Regions from separate parts of the Sus scrofa genome. Here regions 1, 3, 4, 5 and 6 are each linked to region 2. Evidence: chromatin contacts called from public HiChIP or PLAC-seq and promoter capture Hi-C data. All regions are on one chromosome and are shown on one strand. Each heading gives the region's core, a stretch centred on a gene start, on an enhancer-like site or on the middle of the called end of the contact. The rest is flanking DNA. Distances are from core to core; before and after follow the strand shown. Region 1 holds the start of LOC100156127 (histone H2B type 1-M). Region 2 holds the start of HMGN4 (high mobility group nucleosome-binding domain-containing protein 4). Region 3 holds the start of LOC110261482 (histone H2A type 1-C). Region 4 holds the start of LOC110261670 (histone H2B type 1-J). Region 5 holds the start of ZNF322 (zinc finger protein 322). Region 6 holds the start of HIST1H2BD (histone cluster 1, H2bd).

The links. Promoter capture Hi-C pulls out the DNA fragments that hold promoters and counts their contacts. HiChIP or PLAC-seq counts read pairs in DNA pulled down with a chosen protein or histone mark.
Region 1: a contact with region 2 is called in an H3K27ac HiChIP or PLAC-seq map of alveolar macrophages. The contact joins the promoter of LOC100156127 here to the promoter of HMGN4 in region 2. A contact is called at or near these places in 2 of 5 promoter capture datasets (fetal liver and liver), 5 of 47 Hi-C or Micro-C datasets (adipose tissue, alveolar macrophages, liver and 2 more) and 1 of 2 datasets of contacts at active chromatin or transcription factors (alveolar macrophages).
Region 3: a contact with region 2 is called in a promoter capture Hi-C map of liver, with 4 times the contacts expected there. The contact joins the promoter of LOC110261482 here to the promoter of HMGN4 in region 2. A contact is called at or near these places in 1 of 5 promoter capture datasets (liver) and 1 of 2 datasets of contacts at active chromatin or transcription factors (alveolar macrophages).
Region 4: a contact with region 2 is called in an H3K27ac HiChIP or PLAC-seq map of alveolar macrophages. The contact joins the promoter of LOC110261670 here to the promoter of HMGN4 in region 2. A contact is called at or near these places in 1 of 5 promoter capture datasets (fetal skeletal muscle), 1 of 47 Hi-C or Micro-C datasets (skeletal muscle) and 2 of 2 datasets of contacts at active chromatin or transcription factors (alveolar macrophages and skeletal muscle).
Region 5: an H3K27ac HiChIP or PLAC-seq map of alveolar macrophages shows a contact between it and region 2. The contact joins the promoter of ZNF322 here to the promoter of HMGN4 in region 2. A contact is called at or near these places in 1 of 47 Hi-C or Micro-C datasets (heart right ventricle) and 1 of 2 datasets of contacts at active chromatin or transcription factors (alveolar macrophages).
Region 6: an H3K27ac HiChIP or PLAC-seq map of alveolar macrophages shows a contact between it and region 2. The contact joins the promoter of HIST1H2BD here to the promoter of HMGN4 in region 2. A contact is called at or near these places in 2 of 5 promoter capture datasets (fetal liver and liver), 6 of 47 Hi-C or Micro-C datasets (adipose tissue, epiblast stem cells, liver and 2 more) and 1 of 2 datasets of contacts at active chromatin or transcription factors (alveolar macrophages).

What each region holds. Positions count from the first base shown.
Region 1 is chr7:20,840,763-20,843,462 of Sscrofa11.1, reverse strand. It overlaps LOC100156127 (histone H2B type 1-M), which reads right to left and starts at 1,278. Exons shown (of 2, transcript XM_001927939.5): 1 at 976-1,278; 2 at 804-973. The coding sequence starts at 1,234. The coding sequence ends at 855.
Region 2 is chr7:20,997,526-21,000,225 of Sscrofa11.1, reverse strand. HMGN4 (high mobility group nucleosome-binding domain-containing protein 4) reads right to left here and starts at 1,313. Exons shown (of 2, transcript XM_001928253.7): 1 at 1,129-1,313. It overlaps TRNAR-ACG (a tRNA gene), which reads right to left and starts at 2,234; the gene lies at 2,162-2,234. It overlaps TRNAV-CAC (a tRNA gene), which reads right to left and starts at 1,594; the gene lies at 1,522-1,594.
Region 3 is chr7:20,787,875-20,790,574 of Sscrofa11.1, reverse strand. LOC110261482 (histone H2A type 1-C) reads right to left here and starts at 1,425. Exons shown (of 2, transcript XM_021098432.1): 1 at 282-1,425. The coding sequence starts at 806. The coding sequence ends at 414. It also overlaps the pseudogene LOC110261485.
Region 4 is chr7:21,219,191-21,221,890 of Sscrofa11.1, reverse strand. It overlaps LOC110261670 (histone H2B type 1-J), which reads left to right and starts at 1,328. Exons shown (of 1, transcript XM_021099843.1): 1 at 1,328-2,162. The coding sequence starts at 1,388. The coding sequence ends at 1,768. It overlaps LOC110261666 (histone H2A type 1), which reads right to left and starts at 1,088. Exons shown (of 1, transcript XM_021099839.1): 1 at 204-1,088. The coding sequence starts at 1,059. The coding sequence ends at 667.
Region 5 is chr7:21,142,080-21,144,779 of Sscrofa11.1, reverse strand. ZNF322 (zinc finger protein 322) reads left to right here and starts at 1,376. Exons shown (of 2, transcript XM_021099814.1): 1 at 1,376-1,548.
Region 6 is chr7:20,819,712-20,822,411 of Sscrofa11.1, reverse strand. HIST1H2BD (histone cluster 1, H2bd) reads right to left here and starts at 1,322. Exons shown (of 2, transcript NM_001243656.1): 1 at 887-1,322. The coding sequence starts at 1,276. The coding sequence ends at 896.

The DNA of each region.
Region 1 (2,700 bases), core at 29-2,528, 160 kb after region 2:
CTGATAAGCCACAAGGGGAACTCCCTATAGCAGATTTCAGATTTTATCAAGTTTGGGGGGAGGGGGGGAATCATCCAAAGGCTGTGAAGCACATAAACAGAACAGGAAAGCTGGAGGAAGAATAAGGCCCTGGTCTAGGAAGGGAGCTTGACAGTGATAGGGGCTAATAGGAGGCTGCAGATTATTTTATGTGACCACAATATTAAAACTGTTTATTCTGAACATAGAATTCTGTGAATTTTGCAGGTCCGCTTTGTAAAACGAGTCAGGGAAGTAGGGAGAAGATTGTATATTTAGAAAAAGTCCAATGATGAGAGCCTTTTAAAAATTTAGTTGACTTGAAAGACCTAGGTAAAAAAGGGCTTAAAAGAGTGAGAAAAGGAATTCCACCCAAAAGAACTTGGGCGCGGTCCTGCAGCATCACAGAGGATGTAGTTTTTAGAGAGCAGGATTTCAAAATCTAACTATGGCTTCTCAAATACTATAGGGAGGCGCTTTACATAAAACGGAAAACCAGACTTCACAAAGCGCCGCTATTTGCACAGAGAGCACCCTGTACAAATTTTAAAGGTAATCTAGAGTTCCAAAGGTTGGGGTTAAACCTAGGCAGTTACTAGCTCCCACTTGCTAAAGTTTCTGGAGTCCTGTACACAGGACGGTTGTCCATAACCACAACAGTTAAGTAGATGTACCACAAAAACAGTTAACTTTCAAAGTGTTTCCTAAAGTACCACCTTCACACGAGTTAAATGCAGTTTCTAGGAACTAAAAAGTCCTAGTGAACAACTCAGATTGTGAAAACGTGAGGTGGCTCTGAAAAGAGCCTTTGGGTTTGACAGTGCCTAGAAATAAATTTACTTGGAGCTGGTGTACTTGGTAACGGCCTTGGTGCCCTCAGACACGGCGTGCTTGGCCAACTCCCCGGGCAGCAGCAGCCGCACGGCCGTCTGGATCTCCCGGGACGTGATGGTCGACGCTTGTTGTAATGCGCCAGCCGCGAGGCCTCACCCGCGATGCGCTCGAAGATGTCGTTGACGAAGGAGTTCATGATGCCCATGGCCTTGGACGAGATGCCGGTGTCGGGGTGGACCTGCTTCAGCACCTTGTACACGTACACGGAGTAGCTCTCCTTGCGGCTGCGCTTGCGCTTCTTGCCATCTTTTTTCTGCGCCTTGGTCACGGCTTTCTTGGAGCCCTTCTTCGGGGCTGGAGCAGATTTCGTTGGTTCAGGCATTTTACCTGCCCTTTCTCTGAAGAGAAAAGAAAATGGTGGCTGTGCTGCTGGATCCTGCCTATTTGTAGACAGATTTATGCAAATGAAGACTTGGTTTCCAAACTGCTGATTCGTTCGTTTGTCACAGGCTGCATGCAAACGAGCTACTCTCCCATTGGTCTCCTGAGTCAATTTTCCACCAATCAAGCCAGCTTCTTTAATCTTATCACTGTTTTATAACAATTCCGTTTAGTTTGTCAGTTTTAAAAAATATGACTTTCCAGAGCTTTGACTTGCAAAGGAAGCAAAGCTAGTTGCCCGAGTACCTCTCCGACTTCTAAACCTCCTTTTCAGGTCCTGGAAAAGCTCTGTCTTTACATTTGAATCTAATAGGGAAAGGAAAAATAGAGAATAGGCGATCTGCGGTGGTACAGAAAATACCAAAGACAGCGTTTCCCACAGCACACAAAACACACAAATATAGCAGGAAATAAAATTACATAAATAAAATTACATCCCTTGAAGGGAGATAAGAATAGAATTTCGTGACCCACATGTCCTTCATAACGGAGGATCAAATCACTCCTTTTAACTGCAAGCGCGGATAAGAAAGTTCTTCATTCTACCTACTGAAAAGAATTAAAAAAATAAAAGAATAAAAGTTAGCAGGTTGGCCTTTAACACTTTTACTTTAATTTTATTATCACCACCATCATCTTTGGCTGAAACTGGCTTCTGAGCAGATAATTCTGCCATTACCATTGTTCTCCGGTGGCTGTTGGTGAGAATGTTGAACGCTAACCACCTGATGTAGGTCCTCAGATCTTTGTCCCTTTTGGAGAAAGAATTTGACAAAGAGACTGAAGGTAGTGAGGTAATTATTTAAAGAGAGAAGAGAGAGAAGAAGGTGCATAGAAAATACAAAAACAGGCGGGGTGGGGTGGGGAGGGAGAAAGGGAGATATAAAGACAGACAGAGAAAGAAGCAAGAGAGGAAGAGAGCAACATGTCCTTGCGAGGCCTTTTAAATCATTTAGGGTGGAGGTGGAGGGGATTTTCCGGTCCTGGCTCAGTGGAATCGACTCTGCTTAGAATCCCTGAGGACACAGGTTCCATCCCTCGCCCCAGTGGCTTAAGGATCTGGTGTTACCATGAGCTGAGGCCTTCTACTGGACAATGCTCTTGCTTCCTCTGGCTTTGGCAGGATGGATTTAACACAAGGTTCTCGGAGAAGTTGTCAGGAGGTACTGTGGTCTGGTCCCTCCTTTCTCAGACCCCTGAGGAACCTTTCTGCTAGTGTATCTTTGATCTCAAGAATGAGAAATACTCTCTCTCTTTTATCCTAGCAGGATACATCTTTTATCTTGAAGTTATCTCCACAGGGAACAGATTACATTTGCTCAGCCTGGGATCCATCTATCTCCTGCGCAGCCATTTTTCCTTTCTGCAGAGAAGTGTCCTCCCTGAAGCTGACTTTATCCCTAACCC
Region 2 (2,700 bases), core at 64-2,563:
AGAGGACAAAACCCAACACCTCCAGGACCCTGAGACCCTTGCTCCTGGAAGGCACCATATGAACTCACATGTATTTCTGAGTGGTATAGAGGGGTTTTTAAATGGAAATGTCTTAGACAAATTTGCATCGAGCACCTGTCCAACTTATTGCCTTGTTAAGAAGGGAAACAACAAGATGACAAAAGCATGTGTCTTTCAGAGAAAGTATGAAAATGAGGGAGTGACAGGGCTGGGGAAGGGATGCTTATACAAGTTGCCTGTTTAAAAAAGAAAGAAAGAAAGAAAAAAAAAACCAGGAAAACAGTTCATTACGTAAGTATTGCTCTTACTTGTCTTATGGTTATAAAAACATCACATTCATATCAGTCATTTGAGGGAATCTGGAACATTGCCATCTGAGAGACTAGGCTTGGTTACCCTTAGAAACAGTAACAACAACAGTAATAATAATACACCTAAGAAGAAAATCTAGAGGCTATGTTGAAGCTGTATGGTGTTACATACATATAATTTTATACAAATTGTATAATGTTTTTCTTCCATTAACACTGAAGCAGGCCATGTCAGAAACAGAGGTACGAGGCCAAACACCAGGGCCCAAGTCCTGATTTAAAACAGGTATTGCCAGGGACTTTTCTCAAGACTCAAGGCAATATGCAACAGTTGGTCTATTTCTTAACTTTGGGATGCTTTTTTCTTTTTGACAGGGAGAGCAGAAGGCCCAAGTGGTGGAAAGCTCAGCCCTTCGGTGGCCACTGAGGAGGGGATTCTCAGAGGTGAGGCCGCCTAAGATGGAGAGGAGAGGGGAGAAAGAGCCCAGGCCAGTGGCAGACCTATTCAGGGCCACAGCCCTGCGGGCCCTATGCTTTCAAATCCTCTTCTTGCTTCTCCTTTTTCTGCCCTAGAGCTTCCCTGGAGACTTCTCACTCCAGCAGGGCCTGTAATGACCCTCCCCTCCCGAATTCCGCTATTCTTGAGAATGGGAGGCAAGGCGGAGGTGGGGGGGACCCTAGGTGACCTCATCACTACGAGGGCCGGATTGCAGGAGGGTCCCGAATCTAGGCAGGGCGGCCGCACTCCCCCCATTTTCCGGAGACGCTCGCAAAGGCCTCCTTCCGAGGTGCTTACCCGAGTCTCGCGGCCGTCCGAGCGGCGCGGGGCTCCCGACTGCCGGCCTGCTGCGCAGGTGCCCTCGGCTGGGGCAGGGCCGGCGTGAACCCTGCGATCGTGGAGAGACGCCCGGAGCCCGGCACAGCCGGGAACAGGAAGGCAAGGCAAGGCGGGGATGCGCTTCCGGGGCTGCGGGCGTCGGGCCACCTCGCGTCGCAGTCGGGGACAGCCCGGTTCTCCCCTCGTGATACTAGTGTCCGCCTCCGGGGGCCGCAGACTCCGGACCTACTTTGAATAGTGTCGCCACAGCACCACAGGCCGGGACAAGTGAGATAAGAAAAGGAGGGAAACGTATTTATGATTTTTTCAAATAAATGGTTTAAAGGAAATGTATGGTGGTAGAAAAACGTTTGTTTCCGCCCGGTTTCGAACCGGGGACCTTTCGCGTGTGAGGCGAACGTGATAACCACTACACTACGGAAACCTTGCGGTGATGGTTTTCCCCGACTGGTAGTTCATTCTACGGAACTCCCCACCCCCATGCCTCCGCTGCCCATTTGCTCCGTTCCTGTAAATCTCCGTCGTTAACGTGCACTTGGCGTCTGTGTACCATTCTCCTAAATCAGAGAAGCCAATTAAATGCGAAAGCCAAGCCCGTAGGGCGCATAGATCTGGAGCCGAGTTCTTAATAATTTATTCCGGAAATGGCTGGATAGGGGAGAACGAATGCGACTTTAACCCCTTCACTACCATTTCTCAGTCTGAACTAGATTTTAATTTCTTTCCCTTTGTTTACTATGTTACCTTTAGTTAGAATGGACTGGCGAAGCTGGGCGTGACACCCGGCCCGCGCGCATTTCTCCCGCTGGCGCCACCTCATGGCCGTACGCGGAATTGCTCTGCTAAGGAGTGACGTCTCCCGTTGCGGTTAAAACTGGCGCTTTCTCGCTCCCGAGACTTCCAGGCACACCTCACTTTATAAGGATTTCCTAACTTGATCGAACGTCTCAGCGGTAGGCAGAGGAGGTAAGTAAAAAGTAACCACGCACATCGAGCCAGCCAGGAGTCGAACCTGGAATCTTCTGATCCGTAGTCAGACGCGTTATCCATTGCGCCACTGGCCCGGCGTGTGTACACTTTTCAGGCGGGCATGCCTTCATCAGAAACAAGGCGGCGGCGCTGCTTCACGCGGTGCGGTCTGCGCCTGGGCCTGCAAGTTGCGTTGTCCTAGCTAGTTCAGACTTGCAGCGCGTGGACTCCCAGGCAGCCACTTTGCTTGCACGCGCGTCCCCCAGTGTCTGTAGTCCTGTCTCAGTGTGTCTGAACCAACCGAAAAATGGCGGTAGGAGGCAAGCCTGGCACTCTCTCGGCCTCAGTATCACCCCCATTCAATAATTCATTCATTCAACCGATATTACCATTCAAGGTACCGGAAATACAACTGTCAAGAAAATAGATTTGGGTAGGGGGATGCTGGAGGTTTGGGATGGAAATGCATTATACAACTACAAATGTAATAAATTCATTGAGTAATATAAATAAAATAAAATTTTTTTTTCACAAAAGAAAGAAAATAGATGTCATCCTTGC
Region 3 (2,700 bases), core at 176-2,675, 210 kb after region 2:
TTGCTTGCAGTTTAGGATGAGGCGCCAGAGAGCCTGGTCATTTTACTTGGCCTTTGCCCTCACGAACCAGTTTGCTAGTCAAGTTTATAGGAACCACCAAATACCTCTGCAGGTAAGCCACACAAGTTACTGATCAAAACCACATCACTCGACTATCTTAAATACGTAGCAACTTGGCTTATCATTAGATTTCCTGCAAAGGCACACTTCTATTTACATCTCAAACTTTTTCTAAAAACCTAAAGTTTTTATTATCCCAGCTCCGGTAAAAATTAACTTACCTTTGCCTCGCCTTTTTCTTTCCCCTTTCATCTATAATGTCACTAGCTCTTTTTTTTGAAATAGTGGGGGGCTCTGAAAAGAGCCTTTGGGTTTGAAAGCACTTCCGGAAACCCTGGTACTGGTCTAATTAATCACTTGCCCTTGGCCTTGTGGTGGCTCTCGGTCTTCTTGGGCAGCAGCACGGCCTGGATGTTGGGCAGGACGCCGCCCTGAGCGATGGTCACGCGGCCCAGTAGCTTATTGAGCTCTTCGTCGTTGCGGATGGCCAGCTGCAGGTGGCGCGGGATAATGCGGGTCTTCTTGTTGTCGCGAGCCGCGTTGCCAGCCAACTCCAGGATCTCAGCTGTCAGATACTCCAACACCGCCGCCAGATATACCGGAGCGCCAGCGCCCACCCGCTCGGCGTAGTTGCCTTTGCGAAGCAGGCGGTGCACTCGGCCCACCGGGAACTGGAGTCCGGCGCGCGAGGAACGAGACTTGGCCTTGGCCCGAGCCTTTCCTCCTTGTTTGCCACGTCCCGACATAGGAAAAAAATAAAAAGAAAATAAACAAGACAAGACCAGTCGTTATGGAAGACCAAGTCTACAACTAGGTAAGACACAGCCGCTTTTATAGGCATTTCCTGGGGAGTAAATTCTGTTGCCTGATTGGCTATTAACCAGACACAGTCAAGTAGCCAATAGAAAAGCTTTATTTCCATCCCTCATTTGCATAGTTCTGCCCATAGATGACAGCCTTGCTGTTTTTCTTCCAATTAACTAAGACACGCTCTGCATCCCTCATTAGCATAAAGGCCCTATAAGTACCAGAAATCCGCTTCCTGCTTTCATTTTGATCTTGGTTTTTTTTCAGGTTCAAAATGCCTGAGCCAGCGAAGTCCGCTCCCGCTCCGAAGAAGGGCTCCAAGAAGGCGGTTACCAAGGCCCAGAAAAAGACGGTAAGAAGCGAAAGCGCAGCCGCAAGGAGAGCTACTCCGTGTACGTGTACAAGGTGCTGAAGCAGGTCCACCCGGACACCGGCATCTCGTCCAAAGCCATGGGCATCATGAACTCCTTTGTCAACGACATTTTCGAGCGCATCGCCGGCGAGGCCTCGCGGCTGGCGCATTACAACAAGCGCTCGACCATCACGTCCCGGGAGATCCAGACGGCCGTGCGCTGCTGCTGCCTGGGGAGCTGGCCAAGCACGCCGTGTCCGAGGGCACCAAGGCTGTCACCAAGTACACCAGCTCGAAATAAATTGCCAAGTAAGCATCTTTACACTTACCCCAAAGGCTCTTTTCAGAGCCACCCACATGTCCACAAAGAGAGCTGCAATCTCTAACACTTGGTTTTGTGTGATTGCGTGAGTGGTAGAGTTATTTGTAACTTTGTAATTGGGTGTAAGGTGTTACACAATTAAAACCGCTGCTGTGTTGTTGACACGGTCATGCCAAAGTGTTAATCACTGTTTTCTGCCTTAGGGCTTAGCCCCCAAGTGTAAAGTCCACTCTATTTTGTGGGTTGCAGTGATCAGTGTGCTGCAGTTGGTCTGGGGTGATTGGAACATGAAAAACCTGCTTAGGTTTCTGGTGCCTTGTGTAACCAGTACAGTCAGAATTGAATGCTTTAGGGACGCTTGCAATTTGACAAAAGCTTCCTGTAAGTTCGGGAAACTAGGCGGGAAGAGAGCAGGGGCGCTGTGGATGGAACTTGGCAATACAAAGTGTCTAATAGAGAAACTTCCTTACCTGGCAGTCCTGGGCGGGGGGAGATGGTTCCTGAGAAATTCCGCATTCCCTTAAGCACTTGGTCATTTTTGCTCTAAGGGAAGATTTTGAGGTGAGTGAAACACATTTTCCATTTTATTTTATTCGTCTAGAACACATTTTCTGAACCTAGGAGTAAAATTTGCTTTTTTTGTAAAAAAGTGGGACAATACAGGAGGTAAAATTGGCTACAAAGAGAACAAGGCTTTTTCATTTGTTTTGGTGTTTTTTTGGTAGGATTTGGGGTAAGATAGCGTATCATTTAGATTGCTTAACATAAAGACCCGGTGATCTTAAATGTGCTGTTTTCTTTTGACATCTTGGAAAAATACTGAGGCCTGTCTGGTGCTAGACAGACAATTTGAGCAGGACTTCACCATCATTGGCTGTCTAACCTGGAAGTTACCTGAGAAATGAGGGGCAGCCCTGGCCCAATTAAGGCAGAAGTGCAAATATATAGGACAATGACAGATGCTTGTCACAGGAGATCAGCCAAATTTTAAGATTCCCCAAGTCCTTAAACAACTAAAACAGATTTTTTTTCTCTGCCCCTAGTGAGCCTGCCCAAGGACTTAATTGTCCCAAGTCAGACAAATGTCTCCTCACTGCCAATCTGTTTACACCATAAATGTCCAAACAGATTCACTATTCCCAGAACGACTGCAAGTTGA
Region 4 (2,700 bases), core at 79-2,578, 220 kb before region 2:
TCACTTTCTACCCTTGCTTTCTCTGTCCTTTATCTTGCTTATACATTCTTGGTCTTAAACTTAATTAACTTCCTGAAACTTGTCTTTGCTTAAATGTTTCACGTATGCCACTGTTTCAATCGGATATAGTGTGGGCCCAAACCTAACGACCGCTGGCTATCCCTAAGAGGACAGAGAGACACACTGGGAAGGTGGGAGATTGAAGATATGCTGCCACAAACCAAGGAATTGTTGGCAACCACCAGAAGCTGGCAAGTACAGAATGATTCCTCCCTCAAGACTCCAGCAGGAACCCTAGCAGCACTTAGATTTTGAACTTTTGGCCTCCCGAGTCGAGAATTTGTTTAAAGCCGCTCATTTGTAGTAAACAGTTTACAAGCCGCCCTAGAAATAGTCTCTACTCCCCGCCCCAAACACTCAGCTGCCCGTCTTTCCACAGCCAATGAACCTAATGTGTCATTATGAAGTCATTTTACTTTTTAATTCAAATATGAAGCCTTTTACCACACTTCGACTTGACCAAACTAGAAGTTAAGGAAATTTTCACATTAAATCTCTTTTCATCTTCCCAAACAAGATAGATGTTAAGTTCTTTTCCAGAAAATGTGGGTGGCTCTGAAAAGAGCCTTTGGTTTGGTTTGATGCGTGTCGCCGAAATCTAGGCCATTACTTGCCCTTGGCCTTGTGGTGGCTCTCAGTCTTCTTGGGCAGCAGCACCGCTTGGATGTTGGGCAAGACACCGCCCTGAGCGATAGTGACCTTGCCCAGCAGCTTGTTGAGCTCCTCGTCGTTGCGGATGGCCAGCTGCAAGTGGCGCGGGATGATGCGCGTCTTCTTGTTGTCGCGGGCCGCGTTGCCCGCCAGCTCCAGGATCTCGGCCGTCAGGTACTCCAGCACCGCCGCCAAGTACACCGGCGCGCCGGCGCCGACCCGCTCGGCATAGTTGCCCTTGCGGAGCAGGCGGTGCACTCGACCCACCGGGAACTGGAGCCCGGCCCGCGAGGAGCGAGTCTTGGCCTTGGCGCGGGCTTTGCCTCCCTGTTTGCCTCTTCCCGACATTATAGCGACAGCAGCTTCGCTTGTGGTAGTTAGCAAAGCGAAAGTCCAGGCGCGGCACTTTTTATAACCCTTATTGGGCGCGAAGAAGAATGCGTGTCATTGGTTAACATTTTGGCTTAATTTAACCAATGAAAACGCGAGTTTGGGACTCTTGCGTTCTGATTGGACAGAACTAATTCCGGACATTTTACTTGATTAGCCACCAATCAGACAAAGTCTTTAGCTAATCACCTTATTTGCATAAGAGATTCTATATAAAAAGGACACATTGTGTGTTCGTCATAGCGGTTTTCATTTTTCCTGGAGGCATTTTTAGCTGCTTTGAATTATGCCTGAGCCAGCAAAGTCCGCGCCAGCTCCGAAGAAGGGCTCCAAAAAGGCTGTGACCAAGGCGCAGAAGAAAGACGGCAAGAAGCGCAAGCGCAGTCGCAAGGAGAGTTACTCCATCTACGTGTACAAGGTGCTGAAGCAAGTGCACCCGGATACCGGCATTTCCTCCAAGGCTATGGGCATCATGAATTCGTTCGTTAATGACATTTTCGAACGCATCGCTGGCGAGGCCTCGCGGCTGGCGCATTACAACAAGCGCTCGACCATCACGTCCCGGGAGATCCAGACGGCCGTGCGCCTGTTGCTGCCCGGGGAGCTGGCCAAGCACGCCGTGTCCGAGGGTACCAAGGCTGTCACCAAATACACCAGTGCCAAGTAAACAGTGAGTTGGTTGCTAACGATCCTAACGGCTCTTTTAAGAGCCACCCACACTTTCAGAAAGAGAGCTGGTGCTTTTTACTTTTGCGCTGGGCGTTTGTAATTTTGGTATTTAGTCGCCGAGCAGAACAATTTCTTGAACAGTCTTAAAGAACTTTCTGTTCCCAAAATAACAAGAGACCACTAACAGGAGTAACGTTATCTGACCTTGGCAAAGCTCGAGCTCCTTGTGTAACCTCATCCTGAGCTTTTCACGGTTATTTAGGAACTTAAGTATATTTAAAAGGGCTCAGCTATCAGTTCTGATAGATTTTACAGCTAAGTAGTGGAAGTAAAATCAAAAATTTCCCGTAACTTGTCGGACAGAGCTGGAGTCCTACCTACCCGGGTGCAGAGGTTGGCGCCGGCAGTTAAATTTGCCGCGATCAGCGCCGCCCTTCTCCACGGCCTGTCTGGTTGCCGGCATCCCGGAAACTAAGGGGTTTCTGTGCGCTGAAAGGATCCCCTTTCCGCCTCTCTCAGACCAGCGCACACAAGTTCCTTGAGTAAAAGATTTTGTGTAGACCATTCTGCTTTTCATTCTTTTTTTTTCTCTCTCCAGAATGAGATTTTCTATTCTCGAATTTCTCTTTGACGAGAAAGAAATGTAATTTTCAGCTTGAGGAGTACAAACACTTTTACTTTTAATTAGAATATTGATTTCCACTTGCTCTATATCCGTATAATGGGAGACGTTAAAAGACGAAATGAAACCGATCCCGGCCCTAAGGGGCTACTGTGCACAAAAGCCTTTCTGCGCCCCCCATTTCTTTGCTGCAGGGGAATAGGCTTCAGCCTTGACCTTCAGTGGTTTCCAAAGGGCAGGTTGAAACCGTCGCTAGTCAAGAAAGGGAGAGGATGCAGAGACAATGGAGGAACAATGGAGAAACTATA
Region 5 (2,700 bases), core at 127-2,626, 140 kb before region 2:
GAATACCACAATGAATCTAATGAACACTTTGCTCAGGTCAGTGTATCTTTAAGGAAAAAGCTGAACAGTTCAACACTTACTGATACTTTCTTATATGCAGTGCAGGGATCAGAACTCAGTTCACTTAATTCTTGTTTCAGTACATTTCTACAATACAGTCACCACTCTTGATGTAGCCATATTTGTACAATGATAGCAAGCATGAGCTCTGGTGGGACTGTTCAAAATTTCAGATTCACTAGTTAATAAATGTGTGATTTTGAGTAAGTTAATCTCTTCCTGCACCAGTTTTCTCCTAAGATAAAAATAATAAACATCTCATAGAATTTGTTATAAGTTAGATAATATATGGAAAATGCAGAGAACAATGTCTGGAACATATACTCTAAAGTATTAAAATTATTCCAAGTATTAAAATGGCTCTGGATAGAATATTTTGGGCCTACTTGGAAATTTTCATTAAAAACAAACATAAAACTAAGGTGCAGATCCTCTGGGAAAGAATTCCAGAATTAGGAACATGATTAGTTAATCGTGATTTAACTCATTAACCCATATGAATTAACTATATAACTGTTAAGACCCTCACCATTCCCTAACCTCAAGTTTTTTCTTCCCAATCCAAGACCTTGGTCACATTATCCAGGCTTCAGCCCTCTACATTTCTCATACTCATCCTTTCCTTTTGATGTCTGAGGGCTTTTAGGAAACTTCTTTTTTCATTGAAAGATTGAACAGTAGGAGGTATTTTTATATATACATACATATGTTTATATATTTACTTCATTCTGAAGGAAACCTCATTTCTGCTACAACCCAAACTCAGGATATTACTTAAGATGATTCTAGCCCAGAAACACAATCAGAAATGGCTGAGAAACCTCTTACTATCAGAGCAGTCCTATCCTCCTCCGCAGTTTTCTCCACCCACACAAAGACAACACCACCCCCCTTTTAAAGCATTTCATCCATCTCTCTGGCCACATCTTCGGTGACAGTGCGCTTCCACTGTGCTTTGGGATCCTCTATTTCTTCCAGATCCTTCGGGGTGTTTTCCTCAGGGTCGGCGACATCCATCTCTTTTGACGCTACTCCTGCTTCGAAACCTCATTCAGCAGCCTTGAGGAAACAGAAGTCGGCAACTAATATTAAACAGCTTTGCTTCTCCTTAGACAAGTTGGCAGCGAGGACCTCTCGTCAATCGCGGACATTCGCCGCGTCAGAAAGAACCCCTAAGTAAAGTCCTGGCCCGCTCCGCCCGGAAACAGTAAGGGCCCGGGAGCGCAGGCGCCCCGGGGCCCCGCCCCTGTTCCAGAGGCTCGGCCCCTATTGGCCCAGAGGCCGGGGGTGGAGAGCCCTAGTTGCTGAACCAGGGATGATCATGTGATTCGCGGGGGCGGGGCTGCGCCTGCAGCTTCCCGGCCAGGCTGAAAGGACAAGGGTAGCTCGCCTTGTCGGCCCTGAAAGCGCCCACTGGATGGCCTGGCCCCAACTGCTCTCGCCGAGCCGCGCAAAGGGAGCTGCTTCTGGCTCTCGTTGGCCTCACAGGTTTGCTTTCCTTCTTTTCCCGAAGGTGGGCCCTTAGATTCACTGCCCGCAGTTTGCGGCCGCCGGGAAGCCCAAATCCGAGTGTCCGGAGAGTAACCGGAAGTGCCGTTCCAGGCGGAGGGGCGGTGCCGCTGCTGCTGGGGTAAGCGCGGCCCGCGGGGCCTGGGAGGGGCATGGCCTGCGGAGCCAGGGATGGGGCAGGAGTCCAGCGGGACCGGAGACACCCCCCCCCCCCAGGCCTCTGCCTCGTAGGAGCAGCCCCCGTTGCTCGCGACCCTGTGGGGTCTGGGAACCCCCTGACGGCGGACTGAAAGGTGGTCAATGAAAAGTTGAAAGAAGAGAAGCTTAGTACTATCGTTCCTGAAGATAATAATAGTAAACACTGCCAGACAGTTTTCTAAGCGATCTGTGTCTTTTATTTTGGGGGAAAAAGCCCCTATGGACGTTGAATGGAGTTCCCCACCCACCGCCCACCCGCATCTTTAATGCAAATTGGTCATGTTGCAGTCGAATCTGTATGCAGGGAATCTGGTTTGATTACTCGAATGACCATTTTTGGAAACGGCGTTATATATAATTTTGTATCTTATGCACTTATCAACTGCATGTTGAGGTTTATAGTGGTAGAACAAGGGTCATTGACCTCAGAAGTTGCGGTAATACACTTTACGGAGAAGAAAAATTAGAACAAGTAGAACAGGACTCAGGGCTTTACTATGAAATTAAAGTTAGTCCTTACTCAGAAGGGTTCTGGATGTTGGGAGCTGTTTGCGAAGGGATCGATGGCTGCTAGTGTCAGGTACTTCTTGCAAGAAAAACAATGTAAGCAAAGGTAGAAAAAAGTAAGTTATGGTCGAAGGATATTGATTAGAGCGGGGAGTATAAATGGGACCAATTTTTTGATGTCTAGCTCCAGAAAAATGATAAATTTCGTTTTTAGAAAATAACAAAAATTATTTTCTACGTTATTGATTTTTTTTTCTCTAGGAGAGGGAAGACTTGAGTGTTGGGCTTAGTTATGGTCTAGAGACCTTTTGGAGCCAAAAGGAAACAGTCTTAAGTCTCTGTTGTTACGGTAAGTAGTATATCAAGCTGTATGTTTCTATATAAATGGTGGATTTTTAATGAGGGAGAGGAGGCTGGGAGAGGACA
Region 6 (2,700 bases), core at 73-2,572, 180 kb after region 2:
CTGCCTGCCCTTCCCTTTCTACTTCCTCTCTACCCTTGATGCTCGGGGACATTCGGTAAAGCGGTAAGGGTGCTGAAAAGGGGGCTTAAGCCCTGATTCCGACACATTAACCGATTGAGAGTTTGGGCTTCTCTCTTTTGACCCAGAGAATATTAAAGCTGAATGCTGCCCCGCCCCCAGGACTAAGAATTAATTAGGACTTTCTGGGAAAGAAGATAGAGTAGCTGAGAGGATTTCAAGGGATTTCAAAGACGGCTTCCCTTTCCTTTTCCCTTCCGTCGGATCCTTTAGGATAGTTTGGGCTTCTCCTTTACCTCCCCTGCCGCTGCTCAGAACCTCAAGCAGAACTGCACCAATTACAAAGCAAGCAAACCAGTAAAGCCTTTGCAATATATCTGTGAAAACTCACATTGTCTTCAGCCTTTTTTCAGATATGTCTACATGGCTTGAAAAAGAAAAAAGAAAAATAGAATAGAAAAAGTGCAGAATGAAGTTGTCAGAGCATGCTGTTTCCTGCTCTGGGTAATCTGTCATCCGCAAGTTCTGGAACAACGCCAGGATCAACTTGGAGACCTACACACGGAAAGGAAAGGTGTACCCTTGAAATGGCATTTTGAGTGCAAACTAACATTTAGTTAGGTGACATTAAATAATTCATCGGTACTTGCCCACAGTGAACCCGCAACCTATGGCACATAGTTATTGCGTAGGTTCTTCATAAGTATTTCCTAAGTAGCTGTTATTGGAGCACTAAAGCATGGCAACGAAACTTTAAATTTGGGGGAACTCAAAAAGTAGTCTTTGGAATTAAACAATTACAACTCATTTGCTGAGAGCATGCGTGGCTCTTAAAAGAGCCTTTGGGGTTAACAGTAAAGATGCTTACTTGGCAAATTTATTTGGAGCTGGTGTACTTGGTGACGGCCTTAGTGCCCTCGGACACGGCGTGCTTGGCCAGCTCCCCGGGCAGCAGCAGCCGCACGGCCGTCTGGATCTCCCGGGACGTGATGGTCGAGCGCTTGTTGTAATGCGCCAGCCGCGAGGCCTCACCCGCGATGCGCTCGAAGATGTCGTTGACAAAGGAGTTCATGATGCCCATGGCTTTGGACGAGATGCCAGTGTCCGGGTGGACCTGCTTCAGCACCTTGTACACGTACACGGAGTAGCTCTCCTTGCGGCTGCGCTTGCGCTTCTTGCCATCCTTCTTCTGCGCCTTAGTCACCGCTTTCTTGGACCCCTTCTTCGGGGCGGGAGCAGATTTGGTGGGTTCAGGCATAGCAGCGTTAAAAGTTAGAACTGCAAGGCTAACACCTGGGAAAATAGTCAGTCAGGGTGAGGCCACATTTATTTATAGATGCGGTATTCAAATGAGGTTAGTAAGGTTTCGCTCACGATTGGATTAATTTTATTGTGGCGTCACAAACACGAATGTAAATGAAACTTGCAGGTCTACGTTTCCATTGGCTGTTAACTTACTTTGCTTCGACCCAATCAGAGGGCTTGGACTAGGCTACTCACAGCTAGTATAAATAGTTTTTTCAAGTAGTTGCACTCTGTATTTCACCGCTAAGAGAAGGCTGCTTAGCCTAGAACGGGTTAGTTTTAATAACTCGGTGCATTGGGTTTGCACGCAACTAGCAGCCATCTAAGTGTCCTGCTGATGAAGTTGGTGGGCAAACGCCTTATCCTGCGCCTGGGACAGCTAATAATTTGCAGCCACCACATACATCAACTTGAAGGTGAGCTGGGTCACCTTCAAGTTCACGTTCGTTAACCTTAACATTTGTGCAATGGATACTTAGAAGATAGCGCTAGGGCAACACGAACGGAATCAGTCCTGACTCCCAAACGTGTGCAAGATGTGGGCCTTCTACCCAACCAAACTCGGGACAGACAAAATACCCGGCCCGCTACACCTCCCACAGGTTTTAAATGAATCGCTATGAAGACCCACCTCCCGTCCCCGGAGGCCCGCCCTTTAACTCGCAGCCTTTTCCTCCCAGCCACGCCCCCTTAAGAGTGTGCAACAGCTCTTTTCCGGAGATCTGTGGGTGGCTCTGAAAAGAGCCTTTGGGTTGTGTAGAGCTTGTAAGCCGTTGGCCAAAGGGACTTCCTATTTCTTCTTGGCTGCCGCCTTCTTTGGCTTGGCTGCCTTGGGCTTGGCGGTCTTTGGTTTAGCCGCCTTAGGTTTCACCGCTTTGGCCTTCGCTGGGCTCTTGGGCGCCTTCTTAGGCTTGGCGGCTCTCGCTTTTTTGGGGCTCTTTGCTTTTTTGGCTCCTGCAGCCGCGGCAGGCTTCTTCGCCTTCTTTGGAGTCTTTTTGGCGCTCTTCTTCGGGGTGGCCGTCCCCGTCGCCTTCTTGGGCTTCTTAGCCGCTCCCGCGGGCTTTTTGGGCTTAGCCGCGCCCGTTTTCTTGGCTTTGGGTTTCGCTTCCCCGGTGGCCGCCTTCTTGTTGAGCTTGAAAGAGCCGGAGGCGCCAGTGCCCTTGGTTTGCACCAGGGTGCCCTTGCTCACCAAACTCTTCAGACCCAACTTGATACGGCTGTTGTTCTTCTCCACATCGTAGCCAGCGGCCGCCAGCGCCTTTTTGAGCGCAGCCAAGGACACGCCGCTGCGCTCCTTGGAGGCGGCGACAGCCTTAGTGATGAGCTCGGACACGGGAGGTCCAGACGCCTTGCGCTTCGCAGCACCTGCAGACTTGC